Linked DNA regions of Zea mays: region 2 is linked to region 1. The links are chromatin contacts, called in public Hi-C maps. All regions are on one chromosome and are shown on one strand. The core of a region is the stretch at or near the end of the contact, and the rest is flanking DNA. Distances in the headings are between cores, read along the strand shown.

The links. Hi-C and Micro-C count contacts between places; a contact is called where the count stands out from the background.
Region 2: a Hi-C map of tassel shows a contact between it and region 1, with 2.0 times the contacts expected there. The contact joins the promoter of LOC100279089 here to the promoter of LOC100272692 in region 1. A contact is called at or near these places in 3 of 25 Hi-C or Micro-C datasets (bundle sheath, ear and tassel).

Annotation. Positions count from the first base shown.
Region 1 is chr7:129,064,527-129,069,890 of Zm-B73-REFERENCE-NAM-5.0, forward strand. LOC100272692 reads left to right here and starts at 2,832. Exons shown (of 5, transcript NM_001147147.1): 1 at 2,832-3,106; 2 at 3,197-3,291; 3 at 3,437-3,581; 4 at 4,232-4,510; 5 at 4,678-5,128. The coding sequence starts at 2,881. The coding sequence ends at 5,009.
Region 2 is chr7:129,641,771-129,647,134 of Zm-B73-REFERENCE-NAM-5.0, forward strand. LOC100279089 reads right to left here and starts at 2,972. Exons shown (of 12, transcript NM_001350278.1): 1 at 2,341-2,972; 2 at 1,315-1,518; 3 at 711-968; 4 at 19-234. The coding sequence starts at 2,421.

The DNA of each region.
Region 1 (5,364 bases), core at 1,582-4,081:
AAATTCGGCTAGAGATAGTCTAAACATTCATATGCCTTCATCTGAAGGCTTCACCGTGAATATGTGATCCTTCCACCGCACCATGCCACGCTGCACACGCCTAGGGAAAAACGAGTGACCCAAGAGCCAAGACCAGCGACAAATGGGGGCCCTAAGATACGAGGATGTGCTAGCTTGCTTTGTGAGGAAAGGAAATGGCAAGGTGAGAGAATAATGTTTTTCTCTTATTTCTTCTCAAGAATATTTAGACAAAACAAACTTCAACAAAAAAAAAACCATTGATAAAGATCGTTTCGAAGATGGGACATACTTCAATCTGTTGATGCGCCGTTGCTCATCGTTGACCCCGACGACCCTGGGCCCCGGCCGGGTAGGTAACCCGCTCGGCTTTTTGTTGGGTTCTCGCCACCCCAAAACAAAACTGAGGCCTCGATTTTATTATGTGGAGCCCGTTTCCTTGGATTTGTCTCGCCTCGCCCACATGATGGGCTGTAATAATTCAGCCCACCGCCTACACAAAGCAGAGAGCCAGAGAGAGAGAGAGAGGCGAGCAAAAGGGACCGGAAGGTGGGATGGGTGGGACACGGGCGATTAGCCCAGCCGAGTGTGGCCACCGAACCCTCTGCAGCTCTGCTCCTCCTCCTCCTCCCGGTAAACTTTGGAAAAAGAGGAGCTTCCGTGGGGGTAGGCCGGTAGGGTAGTGAAGACGAGGAAAAGAAGAGCCGGGACCGAATCTGTACAGTAGTTTCAGCTCGAAATGGCGTCATCTTAGACCTGTAATTCCACTCAGAAATGTTTAGAAATGTAGGGGTATATATAGTCCCTAAAAACTGTTTACCGTCTTTTCGAGGCAGGTATGTCTGGTCCTGTGCCTGCTACGACTACGAGAGAGGGCAGGGGAAAAGCTGACGAAGCTGCTGGTCCGCCCGCCCACACCCCTTTTCACCGTTCGCCCTCTGACCAGTAGTAGTGATCTCACTCACTAGGTGGCTACCTGCAGCTAGCGAGCTTTGACCTACCCGTAACTGACACGAAACGTATAAAAATGCGGCGGGGCGTAAGCATAGCAGACTCGCGGTCCGGCCTACCGTCATTCTTAAAACGGCCAAGACCAAGAGCCTGAGGAGAGTTCTGAGTCTGAGCCGGAGAAGAAATGGCTCGGCGCTAAAAGAATTGGCTAACTGCACACGGACCTCTGCCGACAGTTTTCGAAATGGTTGACACGGCCACAGCCACAGGCATCTGATTCGTGATTCCCAGGAACAAGACGATGGAATCAGCGAGAAAAACAAAAGCAGGTTATTGTAGGATGGATCGGGTGTGACTGGGGGATGACAGCCAGAGAGAGAGAGAGAGATATATATAAAAACAATAGAGACATGGAATGGACGACGAACAAACCGTAAGGAAAGAAAGAAAGAAAGAAAAGGAGAGAAGATCTCACTCAAGCAAAAGGAGAACAAATAAAGCGGCGGCACGGGAAGAACATAACGAATCACGAGGAAAGAGCTCAGCTCCCCGCCGGCGCTCAACCACCCTCATCTTTTGCTTTCGTTGCTTCGCTTGGACTTTGTACTCGTCTACGTACTCGATCAGCCCCACACCCGTATCTTTTCTTTCTTTCTTTTTCTCCTCTCCCCCACCCGGCCCACGGCTTATCTTAGCTGACTGCGCCATACAAGTCGCCCCCAGCCAGCAAAAGGTAAACGAAAGTGTACGTACATCCGGTACAGGTAGCGAGCGACACCGCGCGGGGCGTGGCATAGACAACAAGTGACACAGCTGTACAGTAACAGATATGTACGTCAGCCAATTTCTAATCAAGAGAGTCTTGCTTTTGGACATGTTTCCATGCACTAGAGCTAATGGTTAGCTGTCTAAGAAAATTGCTAGTGAAATTAGCTAGCTAACCAGATAGAGTGGAGGGTAGACACATAGGTCGTTGAAGTAGTCTTACATCATCAGGTTGTGGCCAGCTTCACGATCCCGGTCGATGTAGCTCTGCTTCTACATCCTCTCTCTCTCTCTCTCTCTTTCTCTCTCTCTCTCTCTGAAGACCCGGAGGCAAGCATCATTGTTGCATCCATTAAAGTTTGATGCAGTATATGGAGTACATCGTCTTTGGTCATCTTAATGTCGAAGGACAAGAAAGACATGGCGAGAGTGGTTTGGTAGTGTGAAAGAAGAGAGAGGAGTGAAATATGAAGTGGTAGGAGTGAAATGAAGAGTGATGGATATTAATGAACCTAAATGTCGTTCTCTGTTTGTAGACTAGATTATTTTTGTTTATTTTTTTGGAATTTAGGCATTTCAAAACGGTTAGCTGACGTGACGCACACGTGGGCTAATTAGGACATGCGCCATGTCGCTACAACCGACCAACTGAACTGACGGGATCTGTCATATATCAATGCTAGTTAGTATCGATCGGCCCATCCAACTGAACAGTTGGTATCGATTGATAATGACTCTAACGCGTTGGTACCGATCAGACCAACCGATACGATAGCCTATACAAGAGAGTACTTGGTATCGATTGATGATAAATTTACCGATCAGACCAACCGATCGATAGATTAATCGATGGATTATTGGTCAAACCAATCGTCGTTGGAGTCATATCGATCAGCAGTAGCATGTCACCGATAGATAGCGACCCACGTTGGAACCCGCGTAGAGTGTCAAAGTAGTGGACTTAACATGCTACTCCGGTATGCTAGTAGGCTGCGCGCTTTTGCTTTTCACGCCCCGGCGAAAAGCCTTGCTATTTAAGCATGCCAAGCTCTGTCTGTCTCCACCCAGCCTCTCTCACAGTCCACTCAGTCTTTACACACTGTCTGCCTCACTCACGTCCTTCTCCTGCTGCCGCTACACCGAGCCATGGAAAGGGAGGTGCAGCTGATGGAGGGGAGGCAAGCGTGGCCGCTCCACATGATGGGGATGGCTGCCGCTGGTACGACCGCCACCTGCTTCGACAACTACAGCAGCAGTGGCAGTGGCGGCGGCGGCGGCGACTGCTTCGTGCTCGGGTGGGAGCAGCTAGCGCCGGCGCCGTTCGGCTGCTTCGGGCTCCTCACCGCCGACGTCCACGACCTCTTCCCGCTCTGTACGTGTCGCATGCATGCGCGCTCGCGACCTTCCTTGGCCCGGATTGTTGATGATGATCCCCGTCGATCGGTTGTTCCTGGCTTTGCAGTCGCCACAGGCATGGAGCCGGCGCTGCCCGCGCTGCCGCCGTCGGCGCACGACGTGGCCGCCGCGATCCCCGGCGAGCTGGACGACCTTCTCCTGGTGCGTCGGGTGAAGCAGCAGACCATGGCCATACCATACCTCCTGGCATTAGCAGTAGCAGTAGCAGCCAGAGCTATGAATTTACTCTGCTAGTGCTAGCTAGCACTTGCTCACCAAACCAACCCCCCTGGCGTGTCCTTTGCAGAGCTTCTGGGACGCGAGCTGCCACGACGGCGACGTGGGCGAGCCGCTCAAGGCGCAGCAGCAGGCCGCCTTCAATTCCAGCTGCTGCGTCACGCACGAGCGGGGGGAGGACTACTGCACCCCCACCACCGACTCCTTCGTCCACTGTGAGCGAGCGCCCCCGTTTGAATCGACCCCTCCTCCTCCGCTCCCACTCTCTCAACTGAAATTGACCGGCTTTCGTCGTCGTCTGCAATGCAGACGGACGGACCTGTTAGATTTTAGGTCCTGTTGGTCCCTCGCGCCTCGCGTGAAGTACACACACCCCGTGGTGGGGGGTTGGGTCGGGGTCGGGGTCGGACGGAGGCCGAGGACAGAGCCAGCCAGGTCGTAGAGCTAAGCGTTAAACAATGTTGTTTTGTCAATGCGTTGCCATCGGAGACGTGGGGCCCGCGGGAGTTTAGCGTCACGTAATTGTCACGGCCCGCCCCATGATTTGCGCATGATCGATGCATGGATTGGTAGCACATTGTTAATTTGTTATTAGAATCATTATGTGTGCTAGTTTCAGTATTATTATTATTATTATATATATAGTGGCAACTGCGTAGTACTACACTGGTATAGCAGGGCGCGTCTTTTGAAGAAAAGACAGATCTGGGTTCTACGTGTTTAGATTGTACTAGTGCTGACAGAGATTCTACTACTGCTAATAGTAAATTAGTCATTAGTGTGCGTAATCTTCTTGGCCAGTCACTCCCCAGTTTTGAACTCAGCCGATGGAACTGACTAATCAACCTCTCCTGCTGTCCTGCAGATGATGACAATGATGACGGCGATGATCCCTTGAGCTCGATTTTCTCCGCGGGCCTCGCGCCGGCAGCGGAGGGAGCGGTGTGCCCCGCCGCCGCAGAGGCAGAGCCCCTCCCCAGCTCGTCCTCGTCCAACTGCCGCGGGGGGGACCCGCGCGCCGGCGGGGTCGACCTGCAGCCGCAGGGACAGATGCAGCAGGGCACCGCGCGGGCGCGGGGCCGGGCCGGGACCCCGCCGCTGCCGAGGACCTCCGCGCCCTCGCTGAAACGCGCGACACGCGAAGGTGTGGGTCTCGACGTCCCGTCTTGTCACGGCCGCGCACGCGAGCTCTCTCTCACAGCCAGCAGCGGCGGCTGGCGCGAGAGTAGAGTAGACACCCCCATCATCATTCGTTCCCCTCGTGCTACTAATAACCCGAGCTTTTGCCGCTGTACGTTTTGTCCTTAGCAGAGTCGTCGTCGGAGCACGCGGCGGCGGCGGCGGCGGAGGAGTGCAGCCAGAGCGGCGGCGGCAGCAAGCGGCGGAAGGGCGCGGGGGTGGTGCGCCCGTTCGCGCTGCTGAAGCCCGACGGGCTGGACGGCGGCGCGACGCTGGCGGACATCAACGCGCGCATCCTGATGCGGCCCGCGCGGCCGGTCCGGCACCCCGTGGGCGAGTTCGCGTGCGCGCCGCGCGTGTCCGCGGACCAGCCGGGCTTCTCGGGCAAGGCCGTCGCCAGCCTCACGCGCCTGCACACCCCCGGCGGGCGCGGCACCATCACCATCATAAGGACGCGAGGCTAGGCTAGGCTTGTACTATGCATGAATCATGGCGGTGTATGTAGGATTAGCTAGCTAGCCACCTGTTGTGGTGTAAATTATGAGCGTAACCTGCAATGTAAATCGAACGAATAAATTTCTCCAATCATGGCGGTGGTGGCTCATGACATCCCTCCTGCACTGCACCGACGAACCGCAACTAGCTTTTGGTCAGGAACTAGTAGCTGAAAACGTCCGTTGCATGGTTTCGCTGGCATTGGCACGGGCCACAGGGCGTACGTGTAGACAAACAGGCTGCGTTACGGCTGCTTACGTTCCCAAAAGCTGGAGGCAGCTAAGGCTATCCGCAACCGTTACCCCTAAATTTTTCCCTCTATAT
Region 2 (5,364 bases), core at 1,722-4,221, 580 kb after region 1:
AAGGAACCTAGAGAAGACCTTGTGGATTCTAGACTTTCGTTCCGCTTTTAGCTTATAAATTGTACTAGCAAGGCCCTCCAGTGTGCTGTTACTGATATTTCTGGACTGCTCAACACCATTCTGATGCAAACTGGGATGAACTTCGTGTACAGTACTTCCAAAATCAATTCCAAGGACTCCACATAAGGAATGCACTTCATTTATATACTCCAGAACCTTGCGGAGGCGCTCAGACTGAAAGATTGCAAACAGGGATCAGAAAGTGCAGTAGAACACTGACAAACAATGGAAGTTGCCCGCGTTCCTAAATAAGTAAAGGAGCTAAAAGGGTTCCTAGCTGCAGAGAGTTAAGACGAACTTCAACTCTATACAATTAATTAATATATACTACTGTACAGAAATGGCTGACAAAACAAATCAAACAACTTGTCCCTCTTTGGAAAGTGTAGCAAAAACATTAAGGATCTTGAATGGAAATCAGATTATGTTGGAATTCCTCTTAATTTCAAGGAACCAAACAGGGTCTAAGAAGATACTACATCTAGGAATTCGCTTGCACCCCATAATAATACATGCAGAAGAAGCACCTGTACTGACTCTATCGACCAGAAATCTTTCAGTTAGCAATACTAATACCAAAATCTTCAGGAAAAAAAATCACATTTAAAAAAATCTTCAGAAAGGTAACCAGGCAGATTCAGGATGTATACCTTATCTTTCTGAAGGGCACGAAGCTGTGTTTGGTAACTATTAAGCTTCCTCATCGACAAATCGTGTTCCTCAGCAGCAAGACTGCTCGGGTCATCACCCTGATCATTATATTCACTTAGCTCAAAGCGGATCTTCTCAATCTGTGACCTAATATTAGAGAACTGTTTGATCCTTTCCTCTTTCTTGCATTTCAAGCTCTCCAGTACTGGGGCGACGGTGGCAAGTTGTTCCTTGAGTGGTACAACGCCCTTGTCTTTCTGCCAAAGACGCCGTGAAAAGTTATTTCTCGGTCAGTCAGACATGGCACTATCAAGAGCTGTATTTTGTAGGCAATAAAATGAACGCTGTAGAACATATGCAACCCAAACTACTGTGTAACATTGGTAATGTTATTAATTCACGGCAGTTTAGAAAGAACTGACTAAAGCTTGGTGAGAAAGTAAAGTTCAGCATTCGTAGAAAAACAAGTCTCCTCAAGAGGCTTCATATATCTACAGTCCATGTCCATTTCAGCAAGAAGCGAACCATGCATGTCCAATACGCCAACCAACCTAATTAGTGCGTCACCTCATCATCAGCCCATCACCGTGTATAGTTGTATACCTTCAAGTACAGCTTGTGCTCCCCAAGGGTTGCCATCAGAGATGCAACCTCAGCTTCTTTGGCAGCCACTGACTGGTGCAGCTGGACCCTAGTCCGATTGGCATCGTCCACCTTCCTGCGGTAGACTTCCAGGCACTCTCTTTCGATGTCCAGCAACGCCTTGTTCTTCTCGCCCTCACTTTCCCCTACTTCTGCCCAGATTTGCTGATCGCAAGAACCAGCATTGCACGAGTTAATGAGCAAACACTAGAATAGTATTATTACTTGGATTATTAAATACAGATAAAAAGGACACATGCAGTTTCAGAGTACATTTTGGTTAGTCTGGCCTAACTCATGAACTATCTGACCAATAATAGCAATATTAATTTGTAAAGGTAAACGGTAAAGCTCAATTAGGTTAAAAAGAGTTGCTATTGTCCCATCTTAACTGCCTGCTTGCGCTAGCAGAGCCAGCCGGAATAGCCTTTTCGATTGCTCAAGAAGACAAGAACCATAAAGGTGGAAAAAAAGGAGAGCCGTCCACAATAAAGCTACTGCACTGCATCAGGGAATTCGCCTGCCGAGCAGAGCAGTTCACCGCCCGGAAAAGGAGAGAATACAGAGAAAATCGCCTTGCATAACTCAAGGGGCGGATTTTTTTTTTCTTTTCTTTTAACTTCTCTGCAACCATGGGAAAAAAAAACTAAACAGCTGAAGAAACCATGGAACACACAGCTCTGAAGCTGCCAGTGTCATTTTATCTGTATTTATTTGGACTGAAGAAACAAATGACAAAAACCAAACACAGAGGTTCTAGGCAACTAAGAACTGAAGAAACCCAAAAAAAAGAAATTTGGCGATAAAATCTGTAGAATTGCAATTTTTTCACCCAGTTAAACGGGACAAAACCTGAACACGCGCCAAGAGGACGGGTTAACGAAGCACCACGAGGGAATCTCGGAACACGAAGCTAGCAGTGGCATTTAGCAAGCACGCGGGATAAATATGGCAAAAAAAAACGAGTTTCTAAAGCAAGACGAGTACCTGAAGCTCTCTGAGCAGAGCACCGCAGCTGGTACCTGGTTCCATGCCCGAGCCCGAGCCCAAGCCACCGACGCCCAGCATTGAAGAAGCAGAGCAGGCGCAAAGGAGACAGACCTTCGCTCTCCAGTCCCCAGGGACCAGCAGAACGCCGGGGACACGAGCGAGGAGGAGAGAGAGAAGTGAGAGGAGCGGGCAGGCAAGGCAAGCAAGGTTTCAGACTCCCTGGCCCATGGACGGACGCTGAGCTACGGCCTGAGCTAGGCGCCTAGGCCATGGGCAAAGGTGCAGACTGCAGACGAACTTTCTAGCTTCCTATTCCCTCGTCGCCTTGGGATGGGAGAACAACCATACCAGTGATACCACATACCAGCGGCGTACCGAAAAGGAGGCACCGACCGAATGGCAGCAACAGCAACTCTCTCTCAGGGTCAGGGGCCAGAGAAGGTCTTTTTTCATGGTGGGTTTTGGAGTTTCAAGGTGCAAGCCATCTCTGTCTCTCTCTCTCTTTTTATTTTCTTTCTTTTTCTTGCTGCTACGTGAAGCGGTGAAGGGTGAGAGAGAGACCGTGTCTGCAGCTTTTCTCTTCCTCCCAGTTTTGGTTAGTTGGGACTTGAGAGTATTTGCTCTAGTAGGTGGTTTAGGGTGGCTCTTCGCTTGTTTTATGCTGGCTGGGGAAGGTTGGGAATGAGCCACGGCAGACGGCACTGAGAAGCTATCGAGAAGAGATGGAGGGAGGAGGAGGGGTAGAGGGGGCAACGGATGGTGGCCTTTGTTTGCAGTTATTATTTATTAATGGTGTGGTGGTGAGGTGTGCGCCCTGAGGTGTGCATGGATTGGAAGATTCCCCCCAAACTTTTGTCCAGACGACTCCAACAGATGTGGTTTGGGGGCAGTGGTCTTAAAAAACTAACGGAGTGTTTGGTTTGAGGAATGATGTAGTTCATTATCTTTCTACTCCTTACTTTTTTTGTTTGGTTTGTAGAATGGAGTGAGTTAATCCATCACCACCTCATTTCTCATAGTTAGTTTATTTAGTACTAATATGTGGAATGAAGTCATTCCACCAAATTTGAGCAATGGATCCATGATGCACCACTTTATTTTGGATAGAGTGATTCATCAAACCAAACACCTCATAAAAAGATTGATATGAGCCGCTCAGGAAATGATAGTGCACCAATGCACCATACTACTATTTAAATATGGACATAAAAAACTAAGAGATAAAACAACTACTATTTTGAAAGGGCACGAAAGCGTTGCAGGGGCCCTCCTAACTACAATGAGTGTTACCGGGTTAACATTACGTTAATATTAGGAATGACCTTCTAATATTAGACATAAACTAAACACTTACCTACGAAAATTGAGCATGTCTAACCTTCGTCTGTGGCATCTGGGACAGTCAACCAAACACACGCTTAATGTTTCGTGTCCTTGCCGCAAGTTGCAGGGAAGAGAAATCACTGGATCCACCTGACCGCGCCTTGCCCTTGATGTTGCGACGGAAGATACGCATGGGATCACGTGAGGCCGCTATGTACAGTGCTACTCTTCTCTCCGGCACGGCAAGCATGCAAGTCGGTGGTGCGGCCGGAAAGGCAGCCGCAATCTTACTCACTCACGTGGTACGTACCGGACTTGCTACGGGCACTGTTCTCTGCGGAAAATGGCAGCGAAATCCCAAAGAATTTAGGATCCCGTAATGCATGCAGCTCGTTCCATTATTCCGCTCCTGGCATGAACTCGGTCGGTCCGGTCGTCACGCTCGGCTGCTTGATTGTCTACGGGTACCGGATCACTATCACAACGCGGTGCATCGTGCGTAGTCTGCACTCTGCAGCAGGTACAGAATCACTATCGCATTCGCGAGCACATTATTGTCGACGATATGATCAGCCATGGGATGGGAGTCAAAGGCGGCTCTCCTTGAGCAAACCGTATGTGTCCTCCGCTCTTCCTGCACCCGTGCGCGCGTGGGCAGTGCAGCAGCGGGCTCGGGTCAACTACTCGCTAATATAAGCTCAGCCTCCTCCGGCCTTCATCATGCATTCGTTTGATGATGATGATCCTCCAAACAGAGAGCAGCCAGCGCAGCTTCAGTACGTCTGTCAGCTTGATTAATCGTGGCGCGCGTCGACGTCAGCGCGGACGATCGGGAACGGATGATGGATCCAACGCGACCGGGGGAGGCAAAATTTAAAGAGAGGGCTCTGAGGTTGACGCCGGACCGAACGCCCGCCCACCACCACCACCACACAGTGACCCCGGCCGGTTTTGAGACGGGCCTGTGTGTGTCGCGTACGCACTGCGCTGCCGTTTTGCGTTGCATGGGACGGCTGGCGTCTTGTTTCTACACATTATAAATTTATAATACTATTGTTTACACAATTTGTGCAACAAATAAAGCTGTTGAGTGATCAGTTTTTTTTATTTTTGCCCCATGGAAAGGAAAGGTGGAATCGAGTTCTCTGTCCGTGTCTGTCTGCTAGCGCTGCCGGTCTGTTGGTGCCCGCTGCCTAATGATAGCCTCCCTTTCATTTGAACTTTCGTCCAACATTACAAAAAAATAAAAGTGAAAGACGCCGAATCAGGAGTCAATTAGGATGGCATGATCGATCGAAGGCGAAGCTGTCCCAACCCGGAACCAGCAAGACGCCAACAAGACCCGGTGTGCCCCCTGTCTCTATCTCTCTCTCTCTCTCTCATCACTGACTGTTCATTACTAGAAGAGAAAAGGCTGCAGTGCAGGCCTGTCGACCCAATCAGGTGTTCTTCCTTATCCACTCGTGAACCTCTCTTATCGTCATTGATCTGAGCTTGCATACAGGCGGCCGGGCCAAACGCACGAATGATTGCCGAATCCCGTCAGTGCATGCATATGGACTGGACCAGGACCATCGTCTGGACGCCGTGACTGATCGACGACTGCACCTGCACGGCACGGATGCGCTCCAGCGCAGGCCCAGGCTGGCTGGCTGGCGCACGAGCCGGACTCGACTCGACCAGCGTCGCCGTGCGGCA